Regions from separate parts of the Sus scrofa genome. Here region 2 is linked to region 1. The links are chromatin contacts, called in public HiChIP or PLAC-seq maps. All regions are on one chromosome and are shown on one strand. The core of a region is the stretch at or near the end of the contact, and the rest is flanking DNA. Distances in the headings are between cores, read along the strand shown.

Region 1 (4,601 bases), core at 941-3,440:
TTAACTTTTTTTTTTTCAGATAGTGGCAAGGCATAATGTGTGAAGACTAGTATGCTTCTTTGCACTAATATTTTGGTTGCTTCATTGTCATTTTAGATAGGGACTACAGAGGCAGATATTTTTGGTTGGGTAAATGCTATATTAAAAATCTAAACCTGTACACAATTTCTAACCACAGAACACACATTCTGTGCGAATCCTTGACTTAAAAAATATATCAAATAAAATATTTAATTTGGTCTGTCCGTTTAAATAATGTACTTTGGCCGTATTGTATTATCCCACAAGCTCTTTTAAGTAAACACACAAAAATAACTATTTCAGCTGATATGAGTTGGAAGACTTCTGGTTTTCATTTTACTTAACCAGAAGCAAGTAGTTTATCTATGACTTGCATTGAACATAGATATGCACACAAAATACAAGCAACTAAGAATCTCCACTTTCTTATTTCTATTCCAAATAACAAACAACACACCAAAGCACTTCTAAAGTATCTTCCTGCCACTAAGCACAGAAATCAGAAGTATATACTAATTTGCAATTGTCAATAAATCACACATACTAACAGATTAAGAGGAAATCAACTTGTTTTTAGACTTACCCTGGCTTGGATGTATTCTTTTGAATAACAGGTCACTTTAAGTCTCTAATTTTATTATTTTTATTGTAGCCACTTTTTAAAAATTTAGAATAACTACAAAACCAGCATGTACAATGTTGCTCAATTTTATGGTATGCCAACAAGTTCCATGAGTCTGAAGTTTATTAGTGTTATCTGGAAATGTATGTTATAACTACATTGCAAAAGAAGGGTTTCTAAACCAGCAACCTAAATATACACAGCTCTCTAAACGCAAAGTTCCAAAAACTTTTGGCTTGCAAAACTGGTGCGGGGTGGGGGTGGGGGGGTATGAATTTATAGCTCTTTTTTTTTCCTCAGTGAAAATACAATAAGTCATAATCAACGTGTATTTGAATACCTGCCTTCCTACTACCAAAAAAAAAAAAAAAAAAAAAAGAAAAAGAGAAAGAAACCGGACAGGCATGCCTGCTAGGTATATGAGCTCCACCCCCAAAACTCAGGGCGAATACCCTTGCCAGTATTTACTAGGATCTGCATTCTGGTATGCTTCATCTCACATTCATTGTTAATCTTGGAAAGCGTCTCCATACTAAAACTATTTTTTTTTAAGGTTGAAGTGTTGCTTATGTACCCGGACTTCATAGAGGGTTGGGACTTGGAGCTACGTGTACCTAAACGTGGCCCTATGAGTACTAGTAGAGAGAAAAGGGACATCAGTGGCAAAAAAAGAGTAAAGAAAGGAAAGCTGTGAATTACAGGGCCAAAAACTTTAGGTCCCTACTTTAGAAATTTTCCTTCTCTCCTGCCCACTACCATCCCAGGAGCTACAGTCTGAGGGCCAAGGTGACTGACGACAACTAAAAGGATTTTTTAAAACTCAGCACAAGAAAAAGCTGCGAGAAGAGTTGGGAAGAGAGAAAGATAAGAACTGAGAGCTGGTTCCTGGGACAACACTGGGACCCCGACTTCGGGGGAGAAACGCTGGAGGTGCCCGCGGCTGGGCTGGGTTGGGGACGGGCTGTCTCAGGTGCGGCAGACAAGGCGCGGGGGTCCAGATGTCGAGAAGGCTGCCAAACTAACCCGGTGCCCACGGGCCCTCCCATCAGAGGGGGGTCGCGCTTGATCTGCAGGGGGTCCTCACCCTCCCCTTCCAACTCCTCACCCGGGCCGTAGAACTTGCTGCCTTTGGTCACGTCGAAGACTTTCCCATTGACCGCGAGTAGGATGCGCGGCGTGCGGGACCCGTCATACTGGCGCAGCTGCTCCAAGCTGAAGTCCCGCTTCTTCATACGAGGCAGAGAAGCGGCTGGGCTCTCCTCGCCTGCCCCGGCTCCGGCGCCCAGACCCCGCCGCCCCCAGCGCACCCACAGCCGGTAGGCCCCCAGCAGCACTAGCGCCACCAGCGCCACGTTCAGCAGCATCTCCCCGCCCCCGTCAGAAGCGCCAACGCCGCTGTCGCCCAACCGCCCCCTTCTGCTGCCTCTCCCGCGCCGCCTGGGCTCTCGCTGCTGCCGTCGCTGCTGCTCTCGCTGCCACTCCCTAGGGTGCCTAGCTTCACGTCCCCATCACCCGCCGCCATCACTGCCCGCCAGCGCCTTCCTCCTCCTCCCCGCCCCCTGCCCGCCCCAACCTCACGGGGGCCCCGCCCATATGGGGGCCTCTCAGCCAATAACGTGAGGGTAGGGGGCGGGGCCAGATGGGCTCCCGATTGGGTGTTGACGGGGTAACGTTGTCTAGGATCCCTCCTCCACCTCCCTTCTTTTGCAGGCCGCGCTCGCGTGCGGCGCCCCGCCTACCTCGCCCCACACTTCCCTGCTTTTGCCCGTCATCTCTTCTAGTTGAAGTAGAAGGGGCGGTCCTGAAAAGATGCTGCGCGGGACGCGCGCGCGCATAGGCGGGGCAAAATTACTGCGCGTGCGCGGGTTCCGGGGCGCCACGCGCTCTCCTTTCCAATGCAACCCCTTCGGAAGGCACGCTCCGCCCAGTCCCCTCGCTGTGCGCGTGCGCCTAAAAGTCTCTTCCCTTCCCAGGCCTGGGTTGGCGTCCGCGAGCAGTTGCCTGTCTCTTGTCGCTCCGCCCGTGAGCTTCACGTGCGCCGAGGCTGCTGCTGAGGCGGGGCGGTCCCGGATTCCTTTCTGAGGGCATGAGTGGCTAGTGCGAGGCCTCGGCATAGTATTAACTGCTTTCGCAAATCGGTGAGGGGTGTCTCTCCCCTTGGACGCCGTCGCGCCCGTCCGGAAGCTATGAGCGTGGGCACTCAGGCAAAGCTACCGCCAGAAGTTTTGGCGATGAGCTGGTCTCCTGGCGCAGAGAGTGTACATAGAACCCGCATTGGAATTGTTTGGCAAAAGGAATCTACGTGCTGTCTGCGACAACGAGTAGCCACTCCCCAGTGGTTTTGGCCAAGGCTACTCTTGTCCAGTTTTCTTTCAGGTTTCAGTCTAAAGGTGTTATTCCTTAAGTCGTAATTTCTGGGGCGGTAGGGAAGTAGATGGGATAAGGTGGCCCTTCAATTCATTAGTTTAGCTTTATTTACAGTTTCTTTTCATCTACCTGGGCGTTGTAGAGTCTTAGCCTCACGTCCTTAAAATTCGGGTATAAGTGTCACCTGTGAAGCCTCATTCTGGATCTTTCACCTCACGCGCGCTCTCTTCATTTCACATACTCCCTTAGGCCTGAGTCTGTTTTTCTGCGTCTCAGTCTATGCCCCGCCCCGCCAAGCTGCTGTAAACTACTCTTGTGGTGAATGAAGGTTGTATCAGGGGAGTAACGGTTTCCGTTTAATCTTGAGGAATTGATGAGATGGAGGAGAGACGTGGGGGAGTATGGTATGCATATTAGGGAAACTAAGTGGTCCACTTTGGCTTTAAGTACTGAAGAGGGGCAAAGTCTGGAAAACTGAAATTTTAGTCTTTTGTATCAAGGGGTAGACTTGGGCTTTATATTGCCGGTTTTGGAGAAGCCACTGAAGATATTGAAGGGGCAAGTGACAGATGAGAGCTCTAGAGAGATTATCTACTGGGATTAGTATGAAAGATTGGAGTGGGGAAAAGAATGGGAAACCAGTTAGTAGGCTTCCGTATTTGTGCAAGAAGTGAGGGCTCACAGAACTAATTGTGCCATGAGAGCAAGGGTCTGCAGGCTTTTCTTTTTTTAAAGGGCCAGATATTAATATTTTAGGCATATTTGTCATAATTACTGAACTCTGCCTTGTAGTGAGAAAGCCTCTATTGACAGTATTTAAAGGAGTGAGCATGACTGTACCCAGTAAAACTTTATGAACACTGAAACTTCAATATATTTTTAGATATCATGAAATAGCATTCTTTTGACTTTTTTCCAATCATTTAAAAATGTAAAACTTTTTGTTGTTGTTGTTGTTTTAGGGCCACACCTGTGGCCATATGGAGGTTCCCAGGTTAGGGGTAGAATTGGAGCTGCAGCTGCTGGTCTATGCCACAGCCACAGCAACTAGGGGTCTGAGCCACGTCTGCCACCTACACCACAGCTCATGGCAACACCAGATCCTTAACCCACTGGCCCACTGGGCGAGGCCAGGAATCAAACCCGCATCCTCATGGAGCCCAGTTAAGTTCATTAACCGCTGAGCCATGAAGGGAACTCTTAGGGAGTTCCCATCATGGCTCAGCGGTTAACGAATCCGACTAAGAACCGTGAGGTTGTGGGTTCCATCCCTGACCTTGCTCAGTGGGTTAAGGATCCGGCGTTGCTGTGAGCTGTGGTGTAGGTTGTAGACGTGGCTTGGATCCCGCGTTGCTGTGGCTCTGGCGTAGGTTGGCAGCTATAGCTCCGATTCAACCCCTAGCCTGGGAACCTCCATGTGCCGTGGGTGCGGCCCTAGAAAAGGCAAAAAGTAAAAAAAAAAAAAAGTTTTTCATTTACAGATGTACAAAAACAACCTACAGGCCATAGTTTAGTGACCCCTAGTTTAGAGGTATTTCCTTTAGCCAAGAGAACAAGGTTTAGTTAGTAGTAAATAAGTGACCATGTTTAG
Region 2 (4,601 bases), core at 831-3,330, 84 kb after region 1:
GCTATCACTTTAGTTAGCGAGGGCTCTCACCGCCTTGTGTTGGGCACCTCCAGAGCCTCCTCCCTGCCTCTGTCTATTCTCCCTACACTAAGCCATGCTGCACAGTGCACTCTTAACAGGTAACTCTCCTCCTTAAGAATCTAATGCTTCCTAATTCCTCTTATAAATGATTTCTCATTTTTCATCATTTTTTTCATCACTGTTGTCAAGAATCTTATAATTTGTTCTTACTTAAAGTCTGATTTTATCTCTTTTGTCCAATATGAAACCCATCTTTTGTCAGGCCAGTCTTCTCATTTTTCTCCACATAAAGCTCACTTCTACATCTCTGCACTTGGTGGGTCTCCTTCCTGAGACACTCCCCTCTACCTCACCTCCTGACTGATTGGACCCCCTCCGGATTCAGTGCAAACCACAAATTCTCTAGGAAGCCTTCCGCAGAACCCACAGGCCACCATCCCCAGTTTCTCATTTGTCTTCTAAGACCCCAAGTGTATATTTTATGTATTTTGGTCATTTGGCTACAGACTATTATGGTATCCTCACTTGTTAAATGTATAGGTCTTACAGCTTGAATACCTTTGGGAGCTCTTTAAGCACAGGTATAGTTAGACACTTTTTATGGCCTAGCCCAGGTTCAGGAACATGAGTATAAAAGTTAAGACTGCACTCATAAGTCTGGATGCCTCGGTTTTTAACATGGCTTCATGTTTTCCTAGCAGTGTGACCATGGTTAATATACTTATTCTCTCTGAGCTTTCCATTTTCTTATTTGCAAAACTGGAGCAACCATATTACCTGTCCCATTCAGTTATTACGCATATTACTAGTACTTGGTAGTTAAAATGAGTAAAGTGTTTAAAACAGATCTTGGGATATATTAGGTGCTCAAGAAATGTTACCTATTATTATTTAATTGGATTATTGTTGGAACTAAATGGGATAATTCATGTAAAACCTTCAGCATAGTGCCTGGCTTATGGTAAGTTTTCAATAAATTTTAACTATTCTTATTATTATTCTATGTAGCAGGCGAGGAGGCTTTGTAGATAAGAAAATGGCCCTAGTCATAGTTGTCGTCAATTTTTTTTTTTTTTTTTTGCTATTTCTAGGGCCACTCCCGAGGCATATGGAGGTTCCCAGGCTGGGGGTCTACTCCGAGCTGTAGCCACTGGCCTATGCCACAGCCACAGAAACATGGGATCCGAGCCGCATCTGCGACCTACACCACAGCTCATGGCAATGCCGGATCCTTAACCCACTGAGCAAGGCCAGGGATCGAACCCTCAACCTCATGGTTCCTAGTCGGATTCGTTAACCACTGCACCACGATGGGAACTCCTGTCATCAAATTTTTGAAGTTTATGAGGTAGCATTGTAATGAGCTCTACTTTTTTTTTGGCCATGCCCAGGCCAGGAATTGAACCTGCACCACAGCAGTGACCCAAGCTGCTATAATAATACCAGATCCTTAACCCTCTGTGCCACAAGAGAACTCTAGTGATCTCTATTTTTTAAAGATAAACTGAGGTTTAGAGAGCTTAAGTAACTTGACGAGGTCATACACCTAGAATGATGGAGCAAATTAAACACCCAGGAATCCCAGCTGCAGAAGCTGTATCTTTTAAACCATTATTCTCATGCTCCTGGTCCTTGACTAGGCAATGTAGGGGAAATTTTGATTGGGTAGTGAAAATAAATATGGAATTTGCGTTTTCACAGTCCTGTTTCCCATCCTGGCTTTACCACTTATCTGGGCAAGAAATTTAATCCTTCAGAGGTTATGTTTCCTTATCTGCAAGATGGGGACAGTAATACCTCATTCATATGATTGTAGTGGGAATTAGAGAGGTAACATAAGTAAAGCTTCCAGCACAAGGCCTAGCCTTTACTAGATATTCAGTACATTTTGAACTCCTTCTTTCTCTCCCCTTTGAAAATATGAGCCAAAGGTTATACTTTTTAGTGCCTTTAATTAGTCTGTGATATGAGTTAAAATACAACACAGCAACCAGATAAGCAGCCCATAAGACTCAGCATTCCATTGTCCTGACTTTGTGTTATAAATAACCAAACATGGCTGGTATTCATGACATGTGAACACCTGGCACAACTTATTCATGACCACTGTCAATGCAGTGTTCTTAAGTGGATGGCGTTCTTTCTACAAGTTGTGGCACGTTCCAGTAGGGAAAGTCTTTTGCCAAGCAGGTGGGGGTGAGTAAAGAATTTGAAATTGCAAATATAGTCTGAGTTGGGAATGCTTGGGTTTGCATGTGAGGAACAGAGAATGCTCCGACTTTGAGGAAGCATTTCAGTGACTCTCTTGAAGGTCATATCCCTCTTTGATGAGTATGCCACTGGAATTTTCCAAGGCTTGTTTTTTACTTTAGTCTTTGGACTAGGTTGGTGGTGACACAATCTGTGATTGAAAATAGCATGAATAATTAGGTTAGAAAGAACATTAATGTCCCAAGATGTTAATAAACCCAGCTACCAGGAATTCATAGGTAGGAATTCCCTTCCTTAACTTGATTCCTAAATAGGCACAAGTTATATGATACATTTCAACAGCCAGTGAGAGAAAATACCAACCTCTTGCCTATGTTGTAACCTTCAAGTAGGCAGTACAGAGGCTACACTTTCCTTTTCTTCCTTTTAAAAATTTAATCAAGACTGTTATCTTACACTGAATGGATTATCCCCTGTGATGTCACTGCTCCCTCTGAGGGGCAACTGCTGGCCAGTACAGTCACAGTCAGCAAAGACAATCAGCACCTTGGGTTTCCGTGTGCTTTCCTGTTCTATTTCCCATCTGAGCTCTCATTTCAAAGATTCTTCATAATAGACGTCTATCCCATTTCATGGGATTAATTTAGGGATAAAAATTACTTCCTAAATATATCCTGCATAATAATTTGCATCAACATATTTGAAATATTTCACATCTGTGATGGAATGAAAGTGGTTGATAATTAAGAATAAAGCCCTCAAAATAGCTACATAAGAAAAATGTAGTGATTTTATCAAAGCGACTAGATTAAAGAAGTAGTGCTCTGAATGTAGATTGTTTGAGTTCAAATTCTGGCTCTGACACTTATTAGTTGTCTTACCTTGGTGGGCACCTTAGCCTGTCTGCGCCTTATAGGGCCATGATGAGGATAAAATGAAACAGTATAAGTAAAACCATAAAACAGTACCTGGCTTGGAATACCTTTCAATAAATGTCAGCTATTTTTATTATTATTATTATCAGTATTGCAATGGTCAGAAAAGTTGGACTCTCCAAGAGAAAATTAAAAGGTACTTTTAAAAGCCCCTATACTTGAAACTAACTAATCCTTTTGAAGAAACATGCTTATCTGTAAAGAAAATGGTTGGATGGAGAAGGCTGGGATTCTTTTTCTGCCCTTTGAATGGCTAGGTGGAACTACAAAGGGGAAAAGGAGTGGGAGAAGTTGGTTAATTGTATTGTCATTTTTATAGTCTCTCAACATGTTATCTAGTGAAAAGATTACATCATAAAAACAAGAAATTCAGGTTCGATTTGGTCAAGCACCTGCTTCTTCACAAAGTCTCTGAGGATTCCATCTATCTGTCCACCCCTCATTCCATCCATTTAAATATTTGTTGATTATCTACTATATTTCACAGACTGAGCATTTTGCTAAGGCTACAAAGATAAACAAAACAAAGTTCCATCCCTTAAGAAATTTACAGACTGGCAGGGGAGACAGATATGAAAACAAATGGCTTTAAGGCATTTATAGACTTAAGAACAGAGACAGATAGGAAAACAAGTGATTAAAAAAATAACAATAGCGGGACATACATAATACCAAGGGAATTCAGAGGAATGTATTGTCTTTATTTGGGTTGAATTCTAAGCAGTTTGCAATTTTTTTTTTTTTTTTTTTTTTTGCTATTTTAGGGCTGCACCCGCGGCATATGGATATTCCCAGGCTAGGGGTTGAATTGGAGCTGTAGCCACCAGCCTACAACAACACCATAGCAATGCAGGATCCAAGCAGCATCTGTGACCTACACCACAGCTCATGGCAAAGCCAGATCCTTAACCCACTGAACGAGGCTAGGGATCAAACCTGCATCCTCATGGATCTTAGTCAGGTTGTTAACTGCTGAGCCATGAAGGGAACTCCACAGTTTGCAAATGTTGATGCATAATTGTAATAATAACAATGTTTGAGGGAAAAAAGGAGATGCTTTCACATGAAATGTATGTATATGTTTTATGACACATTTTGACTCCAGAAATGAGAATGGGTAAAGACCTTGTATCTTGCCCTTGTAAGGATACAGAAATTGGAAGACAGGATTCTTAAGGAGTCTCTCAGAGCACCCCTTGAATGTGCCTTTCTGTGGACAGGTCTGTAAAGATTTAGGGAATGTCTTACTTGGATTTAGCCTTCTGAAGTATCAAAGATGACACCTCCTGATGGGTGAAGACTGAAAAGGAGGGTGTAATTGAGCACAGAACTGAGAATAGTCTTGAGTGATGGGCCTGATTTCTCCACATTCTCAGCCTTAGTGAGTATTCCACACCAGAAGCTGAAAGGAACAACACATACCTTGTCCCAGCC

The links. HiChIP or PLAC-seq counts read pairs in DNA pulled down with a chosen protein or histone mark.
Region 2: an H3K27ac HiChIP or PLAC-seq map of skeletal muscle shows a contact between it and region 1. The contact joins the enhancer-like site here to the promoter of PGRMC2 in region 1. A contact is called at or near these places in 1 of 5 promoter capture datasets (liver), 6 of 47 Hi-C or Micro-C datasets (embryonic fibroblasts, fetal heart ventricle, fetal liver and 2 more) and 2 of 2 datasets of contacts at active chromatin or transcription factors (alveolar macrophages and skeletal muscle).

The regions. Positions count from the first base shown.
Region 1 is chr8:96,690,412-96,695,012 of Sscrofa11.1, reverse strand. It overlaps PGRMC2 (progesterone receptor membrane component 2), which reads right to left and starts at 2,190. Exons shown (of 4, transcript NM_001097521.2): 1 at 2,017-2,190; 2 at 1,749-2,014. The coding sequence starts at 2,165. LOC102166663 (a long non-coding RNA gene) reads left to right here and starts at 1,445. Exons shown (of 5, transcript XR_002346425.1): 1 at 1,445-1,573.
Region 2 is chr8:96,605,905-96,610,505 of Sscrofa11.1, reverse strand. No RefSeq gene overlaps it. Among named protein-coding and RNA genes, the nearest start is that of JADE1, 44 kb to the right of the region's middle. Within about 2 kb of position 2,080, at least 11 of the 83 cell types and tissues checked have an H3K27ac peak or open chromatin away from gene starts, as enhancers often do. A contact at or near this core is called in skeletal muscle, where this site is marked.